2 separate regions of the Mus musculus genome follow, and region 1 is linked to region 2. A link is a contact called in public HiChIP or PLAC-seq data. All regions are on one chromosome and are shown on one strand. Each heading gives the region's core, a stretch centred on a gene start, on an enhancer-like site or on the middle of the called end of the contact. The rest is flanking DNA. Distances are from core to core; before and after follow the strand shown. Region 1 overlaps H6pd (hexose-6-phosphate dehydrogenase (glucose 1-dehydrogenase)). Region 2 holds the start of Slc25a33 (solute carrier family 25, member 33).

Region 1 (5,719 bases), core at 2,506-5,005, 210 kb after region 2:
CTTCTCTTCTCTTCTCTTCTCCCTCTCTCCCCATTCCCCTCGCCCTCTCTCTCCAGGTACTCATGGCTGGCTTCTCCTCCTCCTTCTCCTCCTCTTCTTCCTCCTCCTCCTCCTCCTCCTCCTCCTCCTCCTCCTCCTCCTCCTCCTCCTCCTTCTTCTTCTTCTTCTTCTTCTTCTTCTTCTTCTTCTTCTTCTTCTTCTTCTTCTTCTCTCTCTCTCTCTCTCTCTCTCTCTCTTTCTCTCTCTGCCTTTCTCTGTCTCTACTCCCTCAACCCCCCCCTCATGACCTAAATAAACTCTCCTCTATACTATACCTATGTCGTGTGGCTGGTACCTCAAGGGGAAGGGATGCCTCAGCACAGGCCCACAGAGGCACCCCTTCCCCCACACCATACCTCGTCCCCACCAAACATATCTCTGGTTTCTCTTTTTACAAAACGCAACAATAAACAGCTCCTCCAGACCTCTGTGAGGCCAAGGACCACCCTGACAAACACCGTGTCTATGTACACCTGCATCCTGACACATGTGGTGTCCGTGTACACCCACACTCTCGGTGCAAACTCTCGGCTGTTCAAATTGTCTCAACAGCATCTAGCAAATACAAACATTGCCACTCAATAGAAAGGGACAGAAAAAGATGCATAGAGTTCGTTTAAAACACCAAGCCATCAAAGCAACGTAGGACTTTAACAAACTCACCCTTGAGGTCAAAGAATGAACACAGGGGTCATTATTCAGAGGTCCTGTCCATGGTCACACAGAGACGTGGACATCCTCTGGGACCTGCAAATAAATATACTCCCAACCTTGATCGGCCGGAGGTACAAAACATCCAAGCCATCACTACCCACATGGCTTGCTAGATCACAGTGAAGTCTCTTCGGATCCCTTGGCAGGCTGTCTTGTGCTTGTGACAGAAGTGGTGAATTGACACCTTGCTCAGCTAGAAGCTGAAAGATCCTTGGGGTTCCTCACACCCACCTCTAGGTGTGAGGAGCCTACAGTGGGTGTGAGGAGCTTGCAGAAGGCAGGATTCGATGTTCCTGGAAGACATCTGCCCCGTGCATCTTCCAGGAACATGTTCTGGTTTGATGCCTGCTCCCTTCCAGGGGCCAAACCCTTGCAAGAAATCCTTTGATGCCTGGAGGCCAGTTCTGCTCCACATGGGATGCAGCATGAGGTATGAGCTGACTCTCCTGCACCTGCAGACTGCGCAGCTAAGCTACTGTGGCTGCTGACGGGCTCAAGGTACGCTTAGGCAGGGCTGTGCCAGGAACGAATCTCATCTTCAGCCGGGTACCCCCAAATACTACAGTTAAAATGAGCCCAGGCAGAACAGCGCAGAGCCTCCCAACTCACTGCCAGTTCAGGTTGGGTTCTAACTCCTGCCCGCCATCTTCCCCCACTGGATAAGCTGCCAAACCAATCTACGAGCCAAGTACCAAGGTCCCGGGCCACAGCACGACCTTGGGGGCTGAGACGCTGGTACAGAACTGTGGAGGGCAGGGAGCTGGGGGAGAAGAGAGCAGAAGGCAGATAAATGGGCCTGTTTTCTCCAGTTCAGCTCGCAGTCTCATGACCTGTGCAGCCTGTGACCCCTGGGGACAGCAGCCCTCCCCTGGACAGTCATTCCCAGAGCAGGCAGGGGCTGACCAGTACTGCTCTCCTTTCCCCACCCACGACTCATTCCCTGGAATGTTGCCAGGTGATTTTTCTAGTAGTGAGCGGAGGCCTGCAGGGGTGCCAGCTGTCTAAGATGAAAACGCAGCTGCGGATCTGCTGCAGAGCTGCTCTGAGGGGCTCGCACACTCCGCGGGAGACAAAATCCAAAAAAGGTTCCTGGAAATTAAGCTCTAAGAAGTAACCCCATGAGGGTTTTCTGGAGGCTTCTTCATTCCCTTTTGCATGGCACACCCCCGACTCTCTGTCAGAGTCAGAGAAAGAAGGCAAAAGAGCATGGGGGAGCTCAAGGCCTGTCAGGCTGCGGAGGAGGCCCTCCTGGGAGAGCGCTAAGATATCAGTCCAAGTGGAAGGCAGCTCTGATTCCACTAATTTGGGGAGCAAAAGTGAGAAGAGAGTATTTTCTCCAGAGCAATAGTAAGCCGGAAATTGGGGCTGGAGAGCTGGCTCTGTGGTTAAGAGCACTGGCTGCTCTTCCAGAGGACCTGGGTTCAATTCCCAGCACCCACATGGCAGCTCACAACTGTCTGTAACTCCAGTTCCAGGGCATCTGATACCCTCACACAGACACATAGGCAGGCAAACATGCACATAAAAATTTTAAAATCATTTAAAAAAAAAAAGAAGAAGAAGCAAGAAATTAACAAGATGGGACTACTTAAAGTGCAGTTACCAGGAACATTTGCCTGGAATTAGAAATCAGGATCTAGCCTGGAGATGCTAACTGGCATGTCGCCCCAAGGAGGACAACTTCTGCCATTTGTATGCCCCTGTGTCCTTCCCATAGTGGACTCACAGGCCTACCCAAGGAACCTGACTCAGCCATGTGAGCCCTTCATGGGTCCCCTGGAAAGGAACAGGCCCCACAGGGTGCTGGCATGGCTTCTAGAATCTAACATACAGTTTCTGGACAACACTGGACATTTTCCCAGTTTCAAATCTTCAGTCACTAAGGCCCTGCCACGTGGCACACTGGGCTATTGGCAGGACAAGGTGTGCCTGTGCATAGCATTTAGCATCTGCCCATCAGTGGGGAGACCACAGAGCCACCAGGCAAGGTGCAGACTTTTGCTTCCATTGTTTCAACAGGGAGTGAGCAGGGTGCAGTTAGAAGATCCCAGGCGGGGTCAGAGCCAGCCCAGGGTTACGGCCTGCAGGCCAGTGCTAAGCCACAGCTACAGGGACCCTAAGGGAGCCAGAAGTGAATCCAGGGAGGGAAGGCTGTGTCCCAGACACAGTGACCACATGTCCCTCTTCCCTTCCCCAGGAACCTGGACACCTTGTCCTGTCTTCCCAGCCTCAGATCCCCACTTCCAGACAGGCAGGAGGCTGGCAAAGGCTGTATTCGTCACACTGTTTATCAACTCAATGTTAAGTGGTTTGCAAGCAACAATTTTTTAATGAAAATTTTTAAAAAAATAGAGGGTATCCCAGGTCTTAAGGCTGAGAGCTCCTTCCTGAGACAGATTCGTACACAGATGTGACTGATTGGTAAAGCCCTGCTGGCTGTGGATGATGGTTCAGAAAGTCTGAAGAGCAGCATCTTCCGTGGTCCTGGCTCTGAACATCACTCCTTCCTAACCCGGGGCAGAAAGGGAAAGGGCACACACAGGTGCATGCCAGAGAACACAGACAATGTCCCCCACCAACCTTTCCAATGAAATTTTATTTGTGCTTGCTTCCGGAAAGGAGATCTTTGGTATTTCCCCCACACTGGCCTCCCCTGTGCAGAGACTCCCCACAGACAGAGGCGAGTCATTCATCTGGATAAGAACGGGACATTCTAGGCTCAGGCTGGGCAGTGACTCACCGTTATTCAGAATGGTGACACAGAGCCTGGGCACCCTCTCTCCTGAGGCATGCAAGGCCCCTTGCTCTCTGATGTTGCAACTGCAGAAGGCCGAGTCCCTAAGAACTGATGAAAACGCACTGGGCTAAGACGCCTGAGAGGCAGTGAGCAAGAAAAGCGAAGAAAAGACGTTTGGCACTAAAACCCGCCTCCTGGGTGGAATGTGAGTGGTGGCACGTGGGCTCCCCCACATGGCTAAAGGTGGAACTTCACCTGCGACTACCTGCATCCAAGCCTGAGCAAAGCAGGCCAGGAAAGGACCCCAGGGCGTTCCTCTTTTCTGCCAAGGAATAGAGGTGTTCTGTCAGTCTGGGTCACTGGAGGTCAGAGTAAGCAGAATTTCAACAAGAGTGCCTTTCATACAGAGCCCTCAGCTCAGGCTACACTCTATGCACACATCTCTAGTGAAAGCAAGAATTCTTTTCCATGTGCTGTCTGGGAGAAAGTACAATCAAATAAAAGGAGAGAAACAGATTTCCTGACGCTCCTCATCACAGGAAACCTCTCTATGGGAAAATTCTGAAAGACACGGAGACTCTGTGACTGACACATAGGTAACTGTGAGGACGGGCCATCCTAACCCTTCTGGGCCTTCCCTTGTTCACATGACTCAGCAGGAGGCCTAAATGAAAACTGTATGTGCCCTGAAATGTTTATGTTGTTGGCCCTGGAGGGGACTGAAGTTAGGAGCTGCCTGTAGTGTTCCCAGTGGTACCAGGTTCGTCAGTAAGAATGGTGGAGATGCCCGGCAGAGGAGGGGCTGCTGCCAGACTTGAAGCCAGAGAGAGGTAGTGTGAGGAGGGCTAGCTGCAGTCTGCCCTGATGCTGGCAATTGGCCACATAAGCCCTAGAAAGAGGCTGTGATCTGGAGTCACCCCCGACCCAGGAGCAGACAGAGCCCTCCCGTCTAGATAGATCAGAGATGCCCGACAGCCCAATGACAGCATAACAGTTCTTAGTGGGAAAGGGAGCCCCGGTCTCTAGATCTGGGGGAACTTCTGACGTGGCAGTGTCTGTGTCTGTAGAGAGGGAGAGGCTGAGGGGTAATGGGGAATACTGAGGACAGTGGGTGTCCTCCCAGAGTAGACAGAAGCTGCCCGGAGGAGCGCTGGATCTCAGCTAGGTGCACAGAGGGATGATGGGATACCAGAAGAGGCAAGGCGCCCGGTGCAGGCTCAGGATTGTGTCTACTCTGCTGGCCTGGCTCAGAGCAAGACATTCACCAGGAGTCTCTGCACCCTGCTCCCCATCAACACTGGCCCCTCTTTCCACAGAAACCAGTTTGAAGATCGCAGGCCAGTCTTGGCAGGCCACTTTGGTTCTTTAGCGTGGAGCCTTCGCCCAGTCTTACTGTGTGTTGTAGCTACTGGTGTGTAACTGCTGGAGGCCTTAGTCCCTCTCCTATCTGGGTTTTGAGGCCAGAGCTCTACCTTGTTTCCATGTGCAGGCACCGAAATTCCCGAGAACCAGTGGGTCCAGGAAGTCGGCACAGAGTTTTGTCCTCCCTTCTCTGGGGCCTGACTCTGGTACCAGGCTCCACACAGCTGAGGCACAGTGGGCAGCTAAAGAGGAAGGCTGAGAGTGACTAAGACCAGGATGGTACTGTCATCCCAGAAAGGCCTCGTAATCCATGTACCAAACCAGCTGCCCAGAAAGAGGCACCACACCTGAGATGGGCCACTTCTTGGGTTCATGGCCCACGCGGCTCACCAACGTTGTGATCTCACGTTTTGTCCTGCCCATGACCAGGACAGCTACCTTCTTGGCTCGGTTGATGAGGGGCAGGCTGAGGCTCATGCGTTGGTGTGGCCTGAACGGGCTCTCCGTCAGCACCACCAGCTGATCACCATCCAGGCCTGTGGGGGACTGTGGGAACAGAGAAGCTGTGTGCCCGTCGGTGCCCATGCCCAGGAGCACCAGGTCGAAGCTGCTGTTGGCCACCAGGGCTGAGATCTCACTGGCATAGGTCTGAGCTCCCTGGTCCTCCTCGGCACAGAGCCGCTGGTGCAGGTGCACTGGCATCGGGTGGATGTTGTAGTAGGGTACCCTGACGTGCTGTAGCAGGTGAGCCTGCAGGCCCTGGAAGTTGGAGTCTGGATCTGAGAGAGGGACACAACGCTCATCAACCAGCCAGAGGTGTGTGTGGGCCCAGGGGAAGCTGTAATGTCCTGTGGCCAGCTGCTGGAA
Region 2 (5,401 bases), core at 2,599-5,098:
GACTCTACCTAACTGGACTGCTGGTGTAGCCAATGAGGTGTTTGTGAGTTGATCAAGCTGCTGCTGCCTGCTAACCTGTGATATGAATTGCTGATTTCCAGACAACACAGACCAGAGTTGCTCCAAAGATCCCCTCCACCCCCACCCCCAATCCCCAATCCTTTTTTTCCCACTACCTCTGGTGGGTGGTGGGTTACAAGGAAGGTTAAAACATTAAGAATCATCATTAAAAAAAATGGGATTTCAAAAGAAATTAAAGTTCTATCTTTATTTGTTAGAGTAACAATGTCTGAGTGCTTTGACAACACTGACACTGAGGAAAGCACAAACCTTATAGGTACTGTTAATGCCAGAACGAACCTCATCCACACAGATGCAGCACACGCTAGGAGGCAAACGAAAATGCTGAGACCGCTTGGGACTAGAGAGATGGCTCTGTGGTTAAGAGTACATGCCGCTCTTCCAGAGGACCAGACTTGATTATGGCCGCTCACAACCATCTGTGACCCAGTTCAAGGGGATCCAATACTCTCTTCTAGCCCCTGATGGGCATAGGGCTTATATGTAATACATAAATATAGCTGTAGACAAAACAGCCATACACATAAAATCAAATCTAAAAGATATTTTGGCTCAGCAGCTGTATCTCCACAGGTATGATTTCTAGCGCACGAGAAGGGACAAAGTGGCGATTAGAAAGATGTCATCGGTGTGTTTAGGAGCTTGCTATAAGTTATGCCGTTCACTCTGTGATGGTGTATTTATTCACGGATACCCACTCGCATATGGGCTTAAAAATTGGATTTGCCCTCACCGGTCTCTTCATAAACTTGGGACTGAATATTAAACAGAGATGTACTAAAGGTAAACTGTACTCAGAAATACACTACAATGGAAATCAATACATCACTATGAAGAAAACAAAGTGAAGAGCAGGCAGGGGCTTTAGCCAGCCAGGCAACGTGGCTCATGCCTTGGAATCCTAGTACTTAGAAGGCTAAGGCAGGATTGCTGGGAGTGTGAGGCTAGCCTGGGCTATACGGTGAATTCCAGACCTGCTCACACAAAATAAACAAACAGAAACAACTCAATCTTATATTTAAAGTTAGTATAAAATTGGGTTGGGGCATATATACACTCGGAACCTTTCCCAAAGTGCTTATTTCTAGATTTTGGTCTGTGGTGGCCTTTCTGTTCTCTTCTCTGAGGGCAACATGCTACACTGAAAATCTGACTAGTATATGTTAATATAGGAAATAATCTTGGGAAATAATCCAGAAACTTGTTCCTTTAAGAAAAAAAAAATTAAAGACTATGAGTTGGCCGGACAGTGGTGGCACACACCTTTGATCCCAGCACTTGGGAGGCAGAGACAGGCGGATTTCTGAGTTCAAGGCCAGCCTGGTCTACAGAGTGAGTTCCAGGACAGCCAGGGCTACACAGAGAAACCCTCTCTGGAAAAACCAAAAACCAAAAATAAACAAACAAACAAACAAAAAAGACTATGAATTGTTTTGGTGCAGTCTGTTTTTTTTCCAGGATCTAAAATAGATTTTCACTGGTTATATTAATTTATAAGCCTTTGATAGCTAGTAGAAGTGTATTACCAGGACCTGGTGGCACATATCTTTAATCGTGGTACTTGGGAGGTAGAAGCAGAGACAGAAGATCTCTGTGAGTTCTAGACCTTGTCTCCAAAAAACAAAACTTGTTTATATTATTATAATCAGGGATATCGTTAAATCTGTTTGGGAACATAGCCTTCAATGATTATTCAACAAACAAGGGAAACCAACAGATTTTAAAAGCAAGATCTCAGACTTCTCAAAGGCATTGAACTTAGCTCTCTGGAGAGATGCCAGCTAACAACAGAGGAAAGGGCTTACCAGACCCCTGGGCTGACAACTTTTAACTATAGTCTGTGCCCTCTTTATACTGACTCCTTTCATGCTCTACCTTAAAAGGTGTTTTAGGCTAAAATCCAATTAGAGCTCTGAAAGCAGCTTTTTGAGGGTTCATTTCTTTTCTCATCTGCAAGCACAGAGATCTTAAATGGCTAATGAAGGAACCAGAACTTGTTAAACACCACTGCTTCAGGCACAGCACTAATAAACTCCCTGCCTCTTAATGAGTCCCGCAAGCCTCACTGCCCATTGCAGTATTCTCTATCAGCACGTAAGAGGCTGGAATTGGCAGCCAGAGGGCACTGTGAAGGGTGTGCAGGGAAATCCATCCAGACAGGGTCATCAACTATAGTAGTGAGCCTCAACACAGGCCACTCTGAAACTCCCCCAGTTAAGAGCAGGCAGACATACAACATAAGAGACCACTCAGTTAAAAAAGAAAAGAAAAGAAAAAGTATAACAAACAAACAAAACAACCCATTGAGTATAAACTTATTTCTCTTGGCTTTAAAAATATGCCTAACAGACTTTAAGTTCCCTGGGATGACACATTTATATAAAGTGAGGGTGCCTTCTAAGGCTTACTCTCAAAGGTTAATACCAATGAAGACATGGATAGGAGGAATGAAGGCCTGACAGAAATGGATGAACAAGAAATTCCTCCTGCCTAGGCACAACCATTAAAGCTATCTGACGGGTGAAAGGTACTGCCAGCCTGCCAGGTAAAAGGACCAAGGCACCAGAAACCCTTTCATCACCGTTATTTTCTGGATAACCCTTTCATTAACCATTACTTTCTAGTATATGGAACTGTTTAGGTCCAGTTATAGTTCTCAAGTGAAGATGATAACACAGGAAAAACGCTGCATGTTATGTAAAACTTAAATAGCTGGGCTAAATCTCAAAGAGCTCTTCATGACCCCAGGGCTGGGGACACAGCTCCATAGATAGTTTGAAAAACCAGCACCAAAAGGGTCCCAAGCCACTAGCAGCTATGACAAAAGGAAAAGAAAAATACTATTTAAAAAAGAAAACCCCAAACTTTCGTTTTTTTAGGGGGTTAATTCAGCTCCTAGTTGTATCCTCCTATCATGATGTGTTCCTCCACTGAAAATCACTGAAAGGTGCTTTAGGATCGATTAGCACTGACCAACCTTCCGAGGTCCCCATTTACCGTCCCACGTGGTGCAGACCAGCATCCGTTCCCCCCCAACCCCCCATACTCCGCAGGGCAGGCCACGGGCTGCCCTGCGACACCTGCCCGCAGCTCTGACCCAGCGCAGTACCTCCTGGGCTAGCTGCCCCGGGACCTCCAGCATCCGCACCTCTGCAGCGGTGAGTGACCGCAGCGTGATCAGGAAAACGCCAGGAGGCCGGAGCCACAGGGGCTCGGCGCGATCGCCCCTGGTGACAGTCACACCAGCCAGGAATTGTTCAAAAGGAGAATACGGCGAGAGGCGGCCGGTGGGTGGGGGATGGGACCGCGGACGCGCCGGGTGGAAAGCCGCCGTGCCGGCTGACCCCGCGGTGGGGACGCCGAAGCCACGACCCTCCTGGGCTGCCCGTCCTGGCTTCACCCCAGTCCGCGACGGACGGGAAACGCGGATTCCCAAGGCCACGGCACGCAGGGGGAGAAGGCCGGGGCTGAGGCGAGAGCAGCTCGGGCCCCAGACTCACCCGCCGGCGAAGAGATGAAGCAGCGTGTTCTCTTTCTGCTGAGTGCCCGTCGCCATGGCCGCGCCGGCTCCGCGGCCCGCCGCAGCCGCTCGTGGGACGCGCGAGGTCTTGAGCTCCGCTGGCTTCGCTGCCTTCCTCAGGCAGCCGCCGACGCGCCCATGCGCGCGGGAGGCCCAGGCGCCCGGCTCCCTCCGCGGCGTCGCGCCCGGCCAGTCAGCGGCCTCTGCGGCGCTTTCCAGCCGCTAGGCAGAGAGCCTAGCGCGCGGCCGTCACGTGGCGGAGGCCGGGCCGTGACGTCGCGGGGCGCGGCGCGGCGGAGGTGTGGGCCCGGATCCCGTACGCCTATTGGACGGCAGGTGGATGTGGGCGTGGCGGTCGTGCAACGCGGGGCGGGATCAGGCCCCGAAGGGCTGCTCAGGATAATAAGAGGATGACCAGCAAACTGGTCAAAGCTGCTTGGTCCTTCTCAGAGGCTGGAAACTGAGTGTGTAACCATGCCCTATGCTCCAAACCTCTTCTTCTTTTTCTTCTTTTTAAAATTATGTTTATGTGTGTGTGATTTGTTTTTTTTTAAGACAGTCTTACATTGCAGTCCTGGACTGCCTGGAACTTGCCATGTAGACCAAGCTTGGCCTCAAATTCACATTTTATCCGCCTGCCTCTGCCTCCCAAGTGCTGGGCCTAAAGGCGTGCGCCACCACTACCCAGCACCTTGGAACTTTCTATGTAGACCAAGATAACCTCGAAGTCACATTGATCCTTTTGCCTCTGCCTCTCCAGTGCTGAGATTACCCAGCTGTTTTTTGTGGTTTTTATTGTGTGTTTTTAAGGGATGTCATGGGTTCACACATGCCACTGTCTAATGGTGAAGACCAGAGCACAGCTTGCAGGAGTCAGTTTTGCCTATTCATCATGCAGGTCCCAGGAATTGACTTGTTTTTTGAGACAGGGTTTCTCTGTGTAGTTCTAGGTGTTCTGGAACTTACTGTGTAGACCAAACTGGCCTCAAACTCACAGATCTACCTGCTTCTGCCTCCTGAGTGCTGTGATTGAAGGCATGAGCCACCATGCCTCACGGGTCCCAGGAATTGGACTCAAGTTGTCGGATTTGGCTGCAAGTACATTTACCCTGAGCTCCCGATCTTTTTAAGAATTTCATTCTGTAATATTTCCATGTATAAACATGTATGGTGATTACATATTACATCTCACAGCTCTGAGCTTAAATAGGAAAAAAAAAAAAAAAACACGTCACCTAAACAGCCTGCCCTCCTCTAGCCTACCCTTAGTGTTTTGTGTGTTCTTGATCTTTCTATAAATAGCATTATATTTGGTATGTATTTTGCAGTGTGAATTTTGTACTGTGTGCGCTGATGCTCGGACTTGAGCGACCCAGATCGCTCCTCCCCTTAAATATCCTGGACCACTGCCACAGTGAGCCTGGCATCTTCTTACCTCCAGGTCTGGCTCTTGGCTGGGCTTTGCCTGGTTGCCCTGGCAGCACCCTGATCACATGGCTTCGGTGACTCCATGTGGGCTCGTGTACTCACTCTGTTTTATTCAAACTGTTTGTCCCATTCTGGAATGCAAGCTCCATGGGAGTGGGGGGCCTTGTTTTTACACTTCATGGTTGTTCTTAACAGATTGTTCCTGTCACGGTACCTGCCACCTAGTACTGCCCAGGGAACTAATAAACAAATGTCCTAGATTGAACTGATCATTCTACTCCTCCCCCAAGCCTGCTCAGTCTCTTCTGTTCCCTGCCCTGGTAGTGACTCTATATTCTGCACAGGCACCAAGGCCATTAATGTCAGCTTCTA

What was found. HiChIP or PLAC-seq counts read pairs in DNA pulled down with a chosen protein or histone mark.
Region 1: an H3K4me3 HiChIP or PLAC-seq map of bone marrow-derived macrophages shows a contact between it and region 2, with 5 times the contacts expected there. The contact joins the enhancer-like site here to the promoter of Slc25a33 in region 2. A contact is called at or near these places in 7 of 39 promoter capture datasets (the C10 cell line, cranial neural crest, frontonasal cranial neural crest and 4 more), 1 of 15 datasets of contacts at CTCF or cohesin (the NIH/3T3 cell line), 4 of 484 Hi-C or Micro-C datasets (B cells, bone marrow-derived macrophages, embryonic fibroblasts and 1 more), 34 of 115 datasets of contacts at active chromatin or transcription factors (the 230-238 cell line, the 3134 cell line, the HPC-7 cell line and 26 more) and 3 of 9 other capture datasets (adipose tissue, liver and pancreatic islet).

What each region holds. Positions count from the first base shown.
Region 1 is chr4:149,976,421-149,982,139 of GRCm38.p6, forward strand. H6pd (hexose-6-phosphate dehydrogenase (glucose 1-dehydrogenase)) reads right to left here. Exons shown (of 5, transcript NM_001291004.1): 5 at 3,054-5,719. The coding sequence ends at 5,138. Among named protein-coding and RNA genes, the nearest start is that of H6pd, 24 kb to the right of the region's middle. Within about 2 kb of position 3,756, at least 200 of the 459 cell types and tissues checked have an H3K27ac peak or open chromatin away from gene starts, as enhancers often do. A contact at or near this core is called in the NIH/3T3 cell line, the SCID.adh cell line, VIP interneurons and 9 more, where this site is marked.
Region 2 is chr4:149,770,419-149,775,819 of GRCm38.p6, forward strand. It overlaps Slc25a33 (solute carrier family 25, member 33), which reads right to left and starts at 3,849. Exons shown (of 7, transcript NM_027460.2): 1 at 3,582-3,849. The coding sequence starts at 3,637.